Linked DNA regions of Sus scrofa: regions 1 and 2 are each linked to region 3. Evidence: chromatin contacts called from public promoter capture Hi-C data. All regions are on one chromosome and are shown on one strand. The core of a region is the stretch at or near the end of the contact, and the rest is flanking DNA. Distances in the headings are between cores, read along the strand shown. Region 1 holds the start of UBE4B (ubiquitin conjugation factor E4 B). Region 2 holds the start of CTNNBIP1 (beta-catenin-interacting protein 1). Region 3 holds the start of PGD (6-phosphogluconate dehydrogenase, decarboxylating).

Evidence for each region. Promoter capture Hi-C pulls out the DNA fragments that hold promoters and counts their contacts.
Region 1: a contact with region 3 is called in a promoter capture Hi-C map of liver, with 4 times the contacts expected there. The contact joins the promoter of UBE4B here to the promoter of PGD in region 3. A contact is called at or near these places in 1 of 5 promoter capture datasets (liver), 1 of 47 Hi-C or Micro-C datasets (liver) and 2 of 2 datasets of contacts at active chromatin or transcription factors (alveolar macrophages and skeletal muscle).
Region 2: a contact with region 3 is called in a promoter capture Hi-C map of fetal skeletal muscle, with 4 times the contacts expected there. The contact joins the promoter of CTNNBIP1 here to the promoter of PGD in region 3. A contact is called at or near these places in 3 of 5 promoter capture datasets (fetal liver, fetal skeletal muscle and liver) and 1 of 2 datasets of contacts at active chromatin or transcription factors (alveolar macrophages).

What each region holds. Positions count from the first base shown.
Region 1 is chr6:70,343,543-70,347,912 of Sscrofa11.1, forward strand. It overlaps UBE4B (ubiquitin conjugation factor E4 B), which reads left to right and starts at 2,247. Exons shown (of 27, transcript XM_021095312.1): 1 at 2,247-3,008. The coding sequence starts at 2,985.
Region 2 is chr6:70,238,980-70,243,694 of Sscrofa11.1, forward strand. CTNNBIP1 (beta-catenin-interacting protein 1) reads right to left here and starts at 2,581. Exons shown (of 4, transcript XR_002344887.1): 1 at 2,298-2,581.
Region 3 is chr6:70,673,440-70,677,712 of Sscrofa11.1, forward strand. It overlaps PGD (6-phosphogluconate dehydrogenase, decarboxylating), which reads left to right and starts at 2,312. Exons shown (of 14, transcript XM_003127557.4): 1 at 2,312-2,455; 2 at 3,070-3,145; 3 at 3,811-3,990. The coding sequence starts at 2,448.

The DNA of each region.
Region 1 (4,370 bases), core at 997-3,496, 330 kb before region 3:
CAAAATGTCTCTGCACAACGCATGGTATGTCCATACAATGGAATATTACTTGGCATTAGAGAAACGATGTACTGATATTTTACTATAATGTGGATAAATCTTGAACACATAAGCTGAGTCAAAGCAGCTAGAGACAAAAAAAAAAAAAAAAAAAAAAATCACATAGGGGAGGATTCCAGTGACGTGACATGTCCAGAGTAGGTAAATCCATAGAAACAGGAAGAAGATCAGGGGTTGCCCCCAGGGAGAGGAGGGGAGGAAGGGGAGTGACTGTTAATAGGCTTAGGCTTTCTTTGTGGGGTAAGAAATGTTCTTGAATTTAGTGGTGATGGTTGAATAACTGTGAATATCTTAAGACCATTGTACACTTTAAACGTGTAAATTGTATGTTACGTGAATAATACAGCAATGATCACATTTTTAAAAAGAAGTAAATGTATTAACATCAGTGTTACCAGGAGTCTAAAGTCTGGCTCACACAGGAGTTCCCTTTGTGGCTCAGTGGTTAACGAATCCAACTAGGAACCATGAGGTTGTGGGTTCGATCCCTGGCCTCGCTCAGTGGGTTAAGGATCTGGCATTGCCGTGAGCTGACACGGCTCAGATCTGGCATTGCTATGGCTCTGGCATAGGCCATCAATCTACAGCTCCGATTTGACCCCTAGCCTGGGAACCTCTAAATGTTGCAGGAGCAGCCCTAGAAAAGGCAAAACGACAAAAAAAAAAAAAAAAAAAGTCTGGCTTACACAGAATTCCCTTCCTGGAGAGCGGAAAGCCAGCAGTGCTTTAATTTTACTTACAAATCCCTTACATATCTAGCTGTCATGTTACTATTTGAAGTAAGGAGAAAAAAATTGTGACTTTTAATTCTGGAATGCAATCTTTACGATTATGGGTAAGTCAATGAGCCCATTCAGTATGTTCTTCTTCATATGTGGCAAAATCTGGAATTTCATGATATTGTTATGTTGATCGCTCTATTTAGATCTGTATGTTTTAAACGTGATTGCATTCTTCAGAGAACAGATTGGTGGCTGCCAGAGAGGGGTAGTGGGTGGGCAAAAGGTACAAGCTTCCATTTGTCAGTCCTGGGGATGTAATCTACAGCACAGGGACCACAGTTAACAATACTGTATTGTACATTCGAAGGTTGCTAATAGAATAATTCTTGGTGATGTCGAATTTTTTTTATCTTTTTTTTTTTTTTCTTTAAGGCCCCATCCGTGGCATATGGAGGGTCCCAGGCCAGGGGTCAGACCGGAGCTGTAGCCTTCGGCCTACACCACAGCCAGAGCAAGGCAGGATCCGAGGTATGTCTCTAACCTACGCCACAGCTCAGGGCATCGCGCTCGGATCCTTAATTCACTGAGTGAGACCGGGGATCGAACTTGTGTCCTCATGGATACTAGTCAGATTCGGTTCCACTAGGCCATGACGGGGAACTCCCAAATTTTGCCAGCATTTTGGGACGCACTTGAAAAAAAAAATCAGAAACTATCTCTGATAGGACAATAATAAGTTGCCCCTGTGGCACAACAGGATCTGCGGTGTCTGGAGAGCACTGGGACGCAGGTTCGATCCCTAACCTGCACCTCAACCATGGGTGAGCTCTGACCCTGGCCCAGGAACTCCACATGCCAGCGGGGCGGTCGAAAAAATAAAATATAAAGAAACAAAAGGACAATTATGAAAGAAAGTTCTACTTGGGTCAGAGTTTTCTTCTAAATGGGCTTTGTTTGTGGAGGTAGAAGAGTGTACGTAGAAAGGTTTTTCAGAATGTGAGCGGTCTGGCAGAGTACGCTCCTCCGAGAAAGGAGGCGTTTTCTGTTTTATTTCATTTCGCCTGCATCGTGGAGGGAAGTGGCCTTTTTGAGTCGCTAGAAAGGAGCGTCTGGGAACAACGGAGGCGCTGTAGGACCTAGTCGCGGGCGGGCGTCCCCTCCTGGCCACCCCTCCCGGCGTGGGTGCGTGTGCTCGCTCCCCGCGGCCGCCAGCCCGCGCGGTCCTCCAGGGGACCTACCGGGGCCCTGCCGGCCTCGCCCGCCGCCCGCGCCGTCGCCATGGCAGCGCGCCGCCCCGCCCCCCGCGCTCCGCCCGCCCCCAGCCCGCGGCCCCGCTCGCCCCTCCCCCGCCCCGCGCGGCGGCGGGGAAGAGGGTGGGGCGGGGGCGGGAGGAGATGCAGGCGAGAGGAAATCGGCGGCGCGCCGCCCGCGGCCCATTGGCTGCCTCGTCTTGGGGCCAGAAGCCCCGCCTCCCTGGCGGGATCACGTGATCCCTTTCAAAGATGGCCGCCCTGTTGTTTTGATGAATAATACTTGGTGGGGCGAGGGGGTAAGAGTAGGGGTGGAGGGGTAGGAGGTTTTACTCTTCCAGCCCGAGCATCGCGAGTCCAGTCCACCCCTCCCCCCTGCCCGGGCTCTGGCGTGGAGGCGGGGCGTGGCCGGCCTGCTTTGGGAGGGGAGGAGCTTCCCTCGTCAGTGCTGGGCTCTGCCTGGGCGGCTCTGGGGTCGCCTTACCTCGGGGCACCCACTCTGCAGTTGAACTGTTCCCGCCAGGGGCAAAGGGTGGGTAGGAGAGCAAGATCTGCGGTGGGAAGATCCGCTGCCGCGCCACCACCCCGAAGACACAGCAGGCTTCGAGCGCGAGGCGAGCTGGAGACCGAGCTCGCTAGTCTGGGTAACCTGGGAAGCAGAGGGTAATAAGTGGCGCCTTAAGATAACCCTGTAGCAGCAGCAGTGGCAGTCAGAGGAGGCTGCTCGGGGATAAGCAGCTGTAGGAGTCTCTGGGGCGATTGGAGTGACTGACGCCAAGGCATTTCAGTGCCTCTCGTGTTCTTATTTTTTAACCTCTGACTATGCAATTCTGAAACCTCCCCCATTCGGGGGACCAGACAGCCCGAAAGACACCTTCCACTCTCCTCCCGCCCTGGTCTCAAAGAACAGAAGGATCTCTCCGTAACGCCTTTCACCATTAAGAGGAAAGCGATGGAGGAGCTGAGCGCTGATGAGGTGAGGAGGTTGGGGGACACATTGGGAGATGAGTTGGCCAACTCTCTGGCGTTTCGGATAGGGAGGAGATTGCGCCAGTGGTGCCTGGCCTTTGGGCAGGAATGGAGATGACATTTTCCAAGAATAAAATGAGTCCCTGAGAGGATCTCTGGTTGTATTCGCTTGTATTCCTTTGCCTTCTTTTTTCATCCTGAACTCCTTTTGCTTGTTTTCGAGTCTTTTAGGGTCTAAAGAAGGGGAGAGCATATTGAGCCTTTCATTCCTCTCTCAGGGTGTTTAAGCAGGAAAGGCTAGATTTACATCAAGTTGTGCGTGTGTCTGTGCGCGCTCGCGCTGGCGCTGGCCCTCGCGCGCGCGCGCCGTACTGCAGAGATTTAAAGAATAATTTTGGATGGAATCAATGCATGGGTGTATGTTTTTGAAAGATTTGAAATCCCGAGTTTTTATGGCCATTTCATCGTAGAAGTTAATTAAACATTACATTTGTGTTTGGGGGTGACCTACAGATTTCTTTGATGTTGAACGCAATACATTTCTTCTCAATAGCTTAGTCAATTACAGTTAAATTCTAGCATTTTAACAGACCGCTGACTTCTGGCTTACTTCTCTTTCATTCTGCTTTCTTCTAGTTTTTGTCCCTTTCAAACTTGTGTTATGCTGTTGCAGACACCAAACAGGAAGCACATGACTTTGTGGACCCCCTCATTATTATTTCAGAAAGGAGTCTTCGCATCCCCTTCTTGATGTGTTCAAGATAATTTAATAATAATCATTAAAAACAGTGGCATTTAGGCTACAAGGAATTTCCTGTGCCTCTGTTGACTTTTCCCTTCATTTTTACACATTGGGATCTTGCCTTTCAGGACCCTGCTGGCCTTACTCTCTTCAGCCTACCATTTCTTCCTCTGGTTCATGTACAATTTCCCTACAGTATCATGAAGGTAGTCATCCATTAGGTTGGTTGTGCTATAAAACTTCCATGCTTCAGTTTTAGCTACAGAGTAATTGATGTGTTTACCTGGGAACAAATTCTCCAGGGATGAGTCAGGCAAGTGGTGGGTTAGGGGTCACATAGGAAGGGTAGCAAATCATTTTTTTGGTTTTGATACCTGGTTGTGTTTGGAAAGTCAGGATCGCCCGTTTGGTGTTACTGACTTTGTTTTCTAAATACATCAATAATGTAATCTTAAACTAGGAAATATCGTACGGTTTCTTTCAGTGAGGACCTATCAGGAGATTCCCCTTAGAGGCACTTTGTTTTATGTGGTGCTTTTAAAAAGTTCTTTTATGTAGTACTTTTAAAAACTACACCTCCATTTTTCCTTTAATATTAATCCTAACAGTTCTTTTCTCTTCAGTCAA
Region 2 (4,715 bases), core at 1,331-3,830, 430 kb before region 3:
ATGTCTTGCTTTCCAGCTCTCAGACTCCCCCCGGGGGAGCAGACGGGTTCCATGTCTTCACTTCCGCGGCTACAAGCCTGGGCCAAGCCACCACCATGTCTTGCCCGGCAGTTGCAAGAGTCTGCCCTCCAACTAGGAACCCTGGTTCTGCCCCTGCTCCTCATGCGCCCATCTCCACACCGCAGCCAGAGGTGATCTGTGCAAACTGAGAGCTTACCACCTCTCTGCTGGTTTTAACTGCACTCAGAAAACCTGACCTGGCTCTTCCCATCTTCATAGCACTGACTACTATGAGAAGTATTTTGTCTGATTATTTGTTTACTCCCTTCTCTTTATTTTTTGTTTGGTTTGGTTTGGGGGGTTTTGGCCCCACCCAAGGCATGTTCCTGGGCCAGGGATCGAACCTGCGCCACAGCAGTGACCACACTGGATGCCCAACTGCTAGGCCACCAGGGACCTCCCTCCTCTTTAGAATGTCAGCTGCAGGAGGGCTGGGCCTGTGTCTTCACCGGCCCCAGTGCTACGAAGCTGCCTGCCTCGCCTCGGAGTAAGCACTCATTATTGAATGGGTGAGTCTCTGCGACTTGTATTTACAAGGACCACTCACTCCACCAGGAAACCATGAATGACACGTTGGCATTTAACAGCTGGTGCCTTTATTTATAATTCAAAGTCCTGCTTTATTTATTTATTTTTATTTATTTTTGCCGTAGCTACAGCAGCTTGATGTGGCATCTTAGTTCCCAGAGCAGGGATGGAGCCCAGGCCACAGCAGTGAAAGCACCAAGTCCTAACCCCTAGACCACCAGGGAACTCCACAAGGTCCTGCTTTAAATCAGAGGAACCTGATATCTCTAGACACTTTAACAGCTCAAGAGATATCTCTAGACACTTTAACAGCTCAAGAGATCAGTAATCACTTACGAGTCTAAAGCCAGGAGTTCCCGTCGTGGCGCAGTGGTTAACGAATCCGACTAGGAACCAAGAGGTTGTGGGTTCGGTCCCTGCCCTTGCTCAGTGGGTTAATGGTCCGGCATTGCTGTGAGCTGTGGTGTGGGTTGCAGATGCAGCTCGGATCCCGCGTTGCTGTGGCCCTGGCATAGGCCGGTGGCTACAGCTCCGATTGGACTCCTAGCCTGGGAACCTCCATATGTCGTGGCAGTGGCCCAAGAAATAGCAAAAAAGACAAAAAAAAAAAAAAAAAAAAAAAAAAAAAAGAGTCTAAAGCCAGGAACTAGAGCCCAGGAGTCACAGCAGGGAACGAAGAGCCAAGACACTAGGGAGCAAACGCTGACCTGTCTCCAGGTCCTTTACCCATACATCCTGTGCCTCTATTTACCCAGCAGTCGGCCGGGCACACTTCCCTGGGTTTGATGAGTGACAGGAGACAAAACAATTAACAGTGAGAGCACACTTAGACCCTCGGACAGGAGGTGCTGCAAGCCACACACCTCACTGTTCACAAAACTCTTGATTTGCTGCCAACACAGGCCTCCTGGGCCTTCCCAGGGGCTACCCTGAAAGCAGGTACTGCTCAGACAAGTTCAGCACGCAAGGGAGAGGAAGGCATGTGGGGCCCCACAGAGGTGGGGCATCCAGACCTATGTGTCCAGGTTCAAGGAAGAAGAAGGTGGCTGGGGTGGGGGTGATGAAAAGGAGGCTAGAAGTGCAATTTGGGGCTCTGGGTGGGTAGTTTTGCAGGCTCTCATATACACGCCGGCCATACCGGTGAGACATGTGCCGAGATGCGTACCTTCCAGGAACACCCACTAGGAGAGGTGGGATGGAGACGGCAGTTCAATCCCAGACCAGAGAGAGGAAGGGCGGCCCAATGGCCAGACCTTGGCAGCACTTAGTTTGGGGAAATATGGGGGCCTCTATACGGAGGGTCAGGATGCTGCGAGCGGGGCGCAGGTGAGGGAAGAGACAAGAGGGTAGGGGACCCGGAGTGCTGTTAGACATGACAACCGCGCCGATGCAGTGGGGTGAGCAACAGAGTGGATGGCTCGGACACCTGTGGAGGCGACCCCCGAGCGGGGGTGAGGACGGCTGGATGGCGTTCTGCCCCAGGGTCGGGGGTAGGGACGGCGATCTGGAGGAGGAAGCGGCGTCCAGGCAGGGCAGGAGGCCAGGCCCAGACCAGGGCGCAGTACCGGGGGCCCGACCAGTGGGTCAGAGCAGGGTTGGGGGCGCCCTCCGCGGCCCCTCCCCGGGAGACAAAGGGCCGGCAGCTCCCCCCGAGCCCCGGCGCGGCGCGGGCCCGGGTGCTCCGGGTGCGAGCGGGCCTCGGAGCTTACCTGGGCCGCCCGACCCGGCAGGGCCGGCGGGGGCTGCGGGTCCGAGAGCGGCGCGCGGCGGCCTGTTCCTGGGCGCTCACAGCCCGAGCAGCCGCGGCGGCAGCGGCAGAGCAGCAGCAGCACCAGCAGCACAGCAGCAGCAGCAGCAGCAGCAGCAGCAGCAGCGGGAGCGGCCGCCTCAGCCTCCGCCTCCCGCTCCGTGAGTCACCGCGGCGGGGAGGGAGGGAGGCGCCAGGCGGCCGAGGGAGGGACCGGCGGAGGGGCGGCATCTGGCCGCGCGGGCGGCGGAGGCGCGGCCACAGCAACGCCCGGGAGGTGGAGGGCGGCGGGGGGCCGGACCCAGGGGCGTGGCTAGATGTGGGCGTGCCCTGTGCGCTCGTTGGTTAAATCGGCTAGCAGGGCGGAGCTTCCATCTGAGGGGCGGATGCTGCTGGCCGCTTGGGCACCCTCATTGGGCTCCTCGGGAGGGGCGGGCCGGTGCCTCTGGGGTGGAGCCACGAGATGAGAGGGTGGAACCCGGTCGCGGGTAGTGGCCGAGGGGCTCTCAGAGCAAAGGGCCAGAGCAGGTCGAGGGTTGGCGGGGCAGGAGGGGCGGTGGCTCTGAGGAGGAGGCGGCCTGGGGGCGGAGCCCCAGCTAAGGATGGAGCTGGCGCTGCGGTAAAACTCTGCCTGTCCCTAGCTGCTCCAGAAGCACAGTGATCCCGTAAAAATAATGGCCTCTCCCACACACGAGTCTGTGTTTAAAAATGGGAGCGGCTAGACGGGACGAAATCCTTGGGGACACCGGTTTACCCAGGACCGCCGAAAAATCTGAAATGGACGAGGTTGCAAAACATTTAGAAGCGTGGTCTTCCTGCGTCGTGGAGCTGGGAATATTGACGCTACCTTTGAAGCAGGCCCACTCTCCAACCGGGGGGGGGGGGGGGGCGGGCACCGGACGCGGGGAGGTGCTGTCTGACCTGGAATCCACCGAGCCCAGAGAGCCCAGGGATGGGCCTCTGTGGGTTCGTTAAACTTAGAATATCGTGTGTATGGTAGCGAGTGCATTTTTCTGGGGAGAAGGGGGTCCTTGATTAAAATGTTTGTTTCTGTAGAAAGTCTGACTTTATCTAATCTGGTCCTGGAGAAAGTAAATGAGAAGCCGCCCCTTTTTAGGCAAAATGGAAATTGTTCTGAACACCCACTTTCCCTTTTAAAGAGACGCGTATCTTTAAGTGTAGCCTCACTTTCGACATTTAACTTAAGGATTGCATAGGGTGACAATATCCACAGTTTAGAGGCCTTACTGCCCGATTTTCCCCAGCCTTTTCACTCTTTTTCTGTTCATCCTCTTCCACTCTTCGGACTTTCCTTCCCCTCCCCTATGCAATGAGAATAAGAGATACTTTTTTTTTTTTTTTTTTTTTTTTTTACTGTATTTATATTCTCTAACGTCCATGTTGTTATTATTATTTTTTTTTTTTAAGGACCGCACTCGGGGCATATGGAAGTTCCCAGACTAGGGGTCCAATCTGAGCTACAGCTGCTGACCTATACCACAGCCTTAGCAGCACATGATCAGAGTCAAGTCTGCAACCTATAGTGACAGCTCATGGCAATGCAGGATCCTTAACCCACTGAGCGAGGCCTGGCATCAAACACGCTTTGTCATGGCTGCTAGTCAGGTTCCTTACTGCTGAGCAGCAGTGTAACTCCCACTCACATTTTTTATTTAATCGAAATCATATTTTTAACCCAAAACATCCAAAATATTATCATCTTAGCCATGTAAGCAGTGTAAAAATTACATTCTTTTCATCCAGTCTGGAAATATGTATACTTCACACTTATTGTACATCTCAATTCAGACCAGCCATCTTTCACTTGCTCAAGAGCCACATGTGGCTGTGTTATTGGATAAAGAAGCTCTAGTCCCTTGACCAAATTACATTTTAATCCAGCCTCATCTCACACTTAATAGGTCCCTACATTGCCTTTTCTCTGTCACCATGCCACCCAATTACTTGCACCAGAAACTTAAAGGTATCTTTGGAGTTCCCGTTGTGGCTCAGCAGAAATGAATCTGACGTGTATCCATGAAGAGGCAGGTTCGATCCCTGGCCTCGCTCAGTGGGTAAAGGATCCAGAGTTGCTGTGAATTGTGGTGTAGGTCACAGATGAGACTCAGATCTGGCATTGCTGTGGCTGTGGTGTAGGCCAGCGGCTGTAGCTCTGATTCAACTCCTAGCCTGGGAACCTCCATATGCCACAGTACAGCCCTAAAAAGACAAAACAAACCAAAAAACAAACAAAAACTTAAGGGTATCTTTGACACCACTCTCTCTGTTATCCCTTCAGTCCAGTCCATGTTTTTTTCCACTCCCAGACCAAATCTTGACTCTCCTGACATCTTACCATCTCCACTTCTCCACTCCTAAT
Region 3 (4,273 bases), core at 1,062-3,561:
CCTGCCGGCCTGGTTCATCCAAAGCTACTGAGTCACCTGTTTTAGGCCCAGGTCTCGGTGCAGGGCTAGCGTGGCTGTGGCCATGGCCATCAGCTCGCACTCTCTTGTCTGCCTGGCTTATGGGTTCACGTCTCCTATTCACGTCTTTACCCTTCAGGGAAGCACCGAGGGCGGCCAGGGCACCTTGATTATAGCTTTAAATAAATGTCAGTCTTGCTTACAACTTTAATTTTTGCAACCAGTAGAAGCGAGAAGAAATGACTGCCCTCAAGAGGAAATTCTGTGCTCAGCTTGGCCCCAACCTGGACATCTATACAGTGAGTCAACCATGGTCCATTAACATGTACCAGGCAATGGGAGAGTGAAAAAGAAGAGAAACATTGTACCTCCAGGGGTGAAGGTCCAGCTGGTGCAAAACAGGCAAATACGGAAGTAACTCAAGGAAAAGATCAAATTGATAAAAAGGAGTTCCCGTCGTGGCGCAGTGGTTAACGAATCCGACTAGGAACCATGAGGTTGCGGGTTCGGTCCCTGCCCTTGCTCAGTGGGTTAACGATCCGGCGTTGCCGTGAGCTGTGGTGCAGGTCGAAGACGCGGCTTGGATCCCGCGTTGCTGTGGCTCTGGCGTAGGCCGGTGGCTACAGCTCCAATTCAACCCCTAGCCTGGGAACCTCCATATGCCGCGGGAGCGGCCCAAGAAATAGCAACAACAACAGACAAAAAGACAAAAGACAAAAAAAAAAAAAAATTGATAAAAAGAATGTCTCTAGTGGAGAAACCATAATATAGAAAAAATACAAGATAAAGTGGACTATGGTATCATTTTTAACTTTCAGCGTAAGATGCCACTATTGCATTTAAAAAAAAATAGTTACTGTGATTTAATTAACATACAACTTTCATTAGGAAAAAACCACTAGGAGGACGCTACTGGCTCAGCAGATTAAGGATCTGGCATTGTCACTGCTGTGGCTCTGGTTACAGCTGGGACAGGAGTTCCATCCTTAGCCTGTCAACTTCCACATGCCTGGGGGGGGGGCGGGAAACCAGCTATTGTGGGACATTGCTAACATGGAAGTTATAACAGTATCTGTTAAAACCTACATTACAAAGTAACCTGTGCAACTGGTGTGATGGAAATAGCCTTGGCCTTGAAATAGGCACAAGAGGCCGCTAACTAGCTGCTAACTAGCTGTGTGATACTAGTAATTAAACATCTGTTGAACATTTACTAAGGGCAAGGCTCTGTTCGGTGAATCATTCACAGAAATCAAAAACCCTTAAAAAGTGCTGGAGGAGCTGGGCGAGTCCACAAGGATCTGCGCTGGAGGCGGCAGGGTCCCCTGCGGAGGATCAAGATGCCTTGTGCACCCAGGACTCCTGCCGGTGGGAGATATATTTAATGTCCTAGACCGATCTTTCACCATCGCGTCGCTTCTAGTTCCTTAGCTGGGAAGGGGTTCAGTGACACGACCTCCAAGCCCGGCCCCATCCCACCCCAGCAAGTACATTCCCAGCCTGCCCTCTCTGCGCCAGTTTCTTCATCTGCAAAAAGGGGCTACACGTCTCCCACTCAAGGTCGTGGTGAGGAGCAACATTTCCTGGCACCCATCACACGTGTCCACAGACAAGAATACACCCCCCGGCCCTGCCCAGAGGTCCAGAGATTTCAAGCTTAAACTCAGGTGTGCACTGGAGTTCCCTGTCGTGGCTCAGTGGTTAATGAATCTGACTAGGAACCATGAGGTGTGGGTTCAATCCCTGGCCTCGCTCAGTGGGTTGAGGATCCTGTGTTGCCATCAGCTGTGGTGTAGGGCGCAGACTCGCTTGGATCTCGCATTGCTGTGGCTCTGGCTAGGCCAGCGGCTACAGCTCCGATTAGGACCCCCCCTAGCCTGGGAACCGCCATATGCCACTGGTGCGGTCCTAAAAGGACAAAGGACAAAAAAAAAAAAAAAAACCAAAAACCAAAAAAACACCTCAGGTGTGCACCACAGCAATGGGAATGGACACTTGGACCACAGGCGTTCAAGGCCCTCTGTCCTGGAAAGCGCTGCGGGACGTGAGCCATCATCACCCTACCGCACCTTGCAGCGGAGCAGAATCCGGGCCCCGCTTGTCCTCTGCCCCCGCCCTCCGCCAGTCCCGGCGCGGGTGACCAGCGCCACGCCCCCGCGAGCGCCGGAGCGATGTCATCGATGTGCTCGGCGCTCTCCTGAGCCAGCCCTAGGAGTGGGCAAGCCCATTTTCCTCAGGTGGTCTAACAGGCGCTGGAGCGGACCAATGGCTGAGCTCCATAGCTCCACCCCTCCCTTCTGACTGGCCGGCGCTGGGAAGCCTCGGCCGCGGCCAGGGGAAGCGAGCCGGGACGGGGTTCAGTCCCGGTTGTCCGCGCCGTGCGTTTCCTGCCTTCCGCTCTGCTCGCTCCAGCCCGCTCTGCCGCCGCCATGGCCCAGTGAGTGACCACCTGCGGGCGGCCGGGAAACTTTCCGAGGCCCGAGCTGCCCCCGACGTCGCCTCGGTGCCGGGGGTCGCCGGAGCCCGGCCTCGTGGCGCCCGGAGCCCTGGACCTCCATGGTCTCAGCCCCCTCGGGCCCAGGCTCCGGAACCGCTGGACCCCGAGGGAGCCCGCGACCTCGCTTTTCCTCGGACCCAGCTCCTCTGCCCCCCGCGGTGGCGCCGGCGGATCCGGTTCCTAGGAAGCGCAGGAGGGAGGGGAGGGGACGGGCGTGGCCGAGGGGAGCCAGGGCCCGGGGACGGCGGGCGGGACGCCTGGAACGGGGTCGTTACCAGCTCGGCCGGAGCACAGAAGAGGTTACCCCGAGACCACCCTTCTGCGTGCATGTTTGCTAGGTCTTGAGAACTCGCGAATCCGTGAAGTAGCAGAGTGGGTGGCCCGTCTGTAGTTTCCAGGAAGGCTGCAAGCCTGGGTTCTGAAGTGCAAAAGGAGGGAGGGGGATGGAGGAGCGTTAAGGCGGGTTATTCAACAAAGAGCAAAAGCTCCAAAATGCTGGGTCCTTGAGGTGTAATGAACCAAGTGCAGCTGACGCAGTTTCCTTTGGCTTTCAGGGCTGATATTGCACTGATTGGACTGGCCGTCATGGGCCAGAACTTAATTCTGAACATGAACGACCACGGCTTTGTGGTAAGTCAGGGGGGACACACACTCTTAGGGGTTCTTGCTGCTTTGGCCTGAATGCTGGTGATCGTTCTGGTTTCAAAGATCCCATATAACCTGTAAGATAGTTCTCTTTATATATACTCTGTGGCTGCTTATCACATTTTTGCAAGAGAGAGAGAAGCAACACTTTACTTCTGGGATTTGGAGGGCCAGCCCCACGACTGTCTCAAGAAGAAGAGTCCTGCTCAGTGAGCCTGTGGGTTCTGAAAGGTTTGCAGCCTTGAGTAAGCCCGTCTGGAGCCTAAGGAGGCGAAACCCTGCTGGATGTGGATAGCTCTAACTTTATTGCCTAATGGCATCTGGAGGCAAGTTCGGTGTGAATACTAAACTAGTTTAGATACAAGGATCACCAGAAACAAAAGATAACAGTCTGGAACCTTCTGTTCCTAGATTTGAGTCCTAACCAAATAATGAGACTAGCTAGCCCCATGTATCTCTGGCAGTTGACCTTTGCCTTTTCATCCTGTTAAAATTAGCTTTATGGTGATCAGTCACCACTGGGTGGGGAAAAGATAAAACAGGGTCTGGCCTCCAAACCTTGGGCTGCACAGAAATCCTGCTGTTACTCAGCCTACGGTGTGAAGGTCTCGTGTGTCCTAGGTCTCCTGATCAGGCCTTTGCCCTTCCAGGTCTGTGCTTTTAATCGGACAGTCTCCAAAGTGGATGATTTCTTGGCCAATGAGGCAAAGGGAACCAGGGTGGTTGGTGCTCGCTCCTTGGAGGAGATGGTCTCCATGCTGAAGAAGCCGCGGCGGATCATCCTACTGGTGAAGGCTGGTCAGGCTGTGGATGATTTCATTGAAAAACTGGTGAGGCCCGCGCCCTCCCAGCTGCGGCCCTGTGGGCAGCACTTCTCTCGTTCCCTTCCTTTAGCTGTTTCGTTTCTTTTTGCTTAAGAGATCTTTTTCCCCTTTCAGTTTCTGGATCTGATCCGTTCAAAACTGTTGCTTAAACGTCTCAGCGTTTGTTAACCTGATTGGCACCAGTTAAGTCACAACATATCCTCGGGTGGTAATAACTCCTTCTGTATAAAATTCTGACAACACGACACCAAGAGACATTTCAGTAAGAATTCACCGTCGGCGTTCCCAT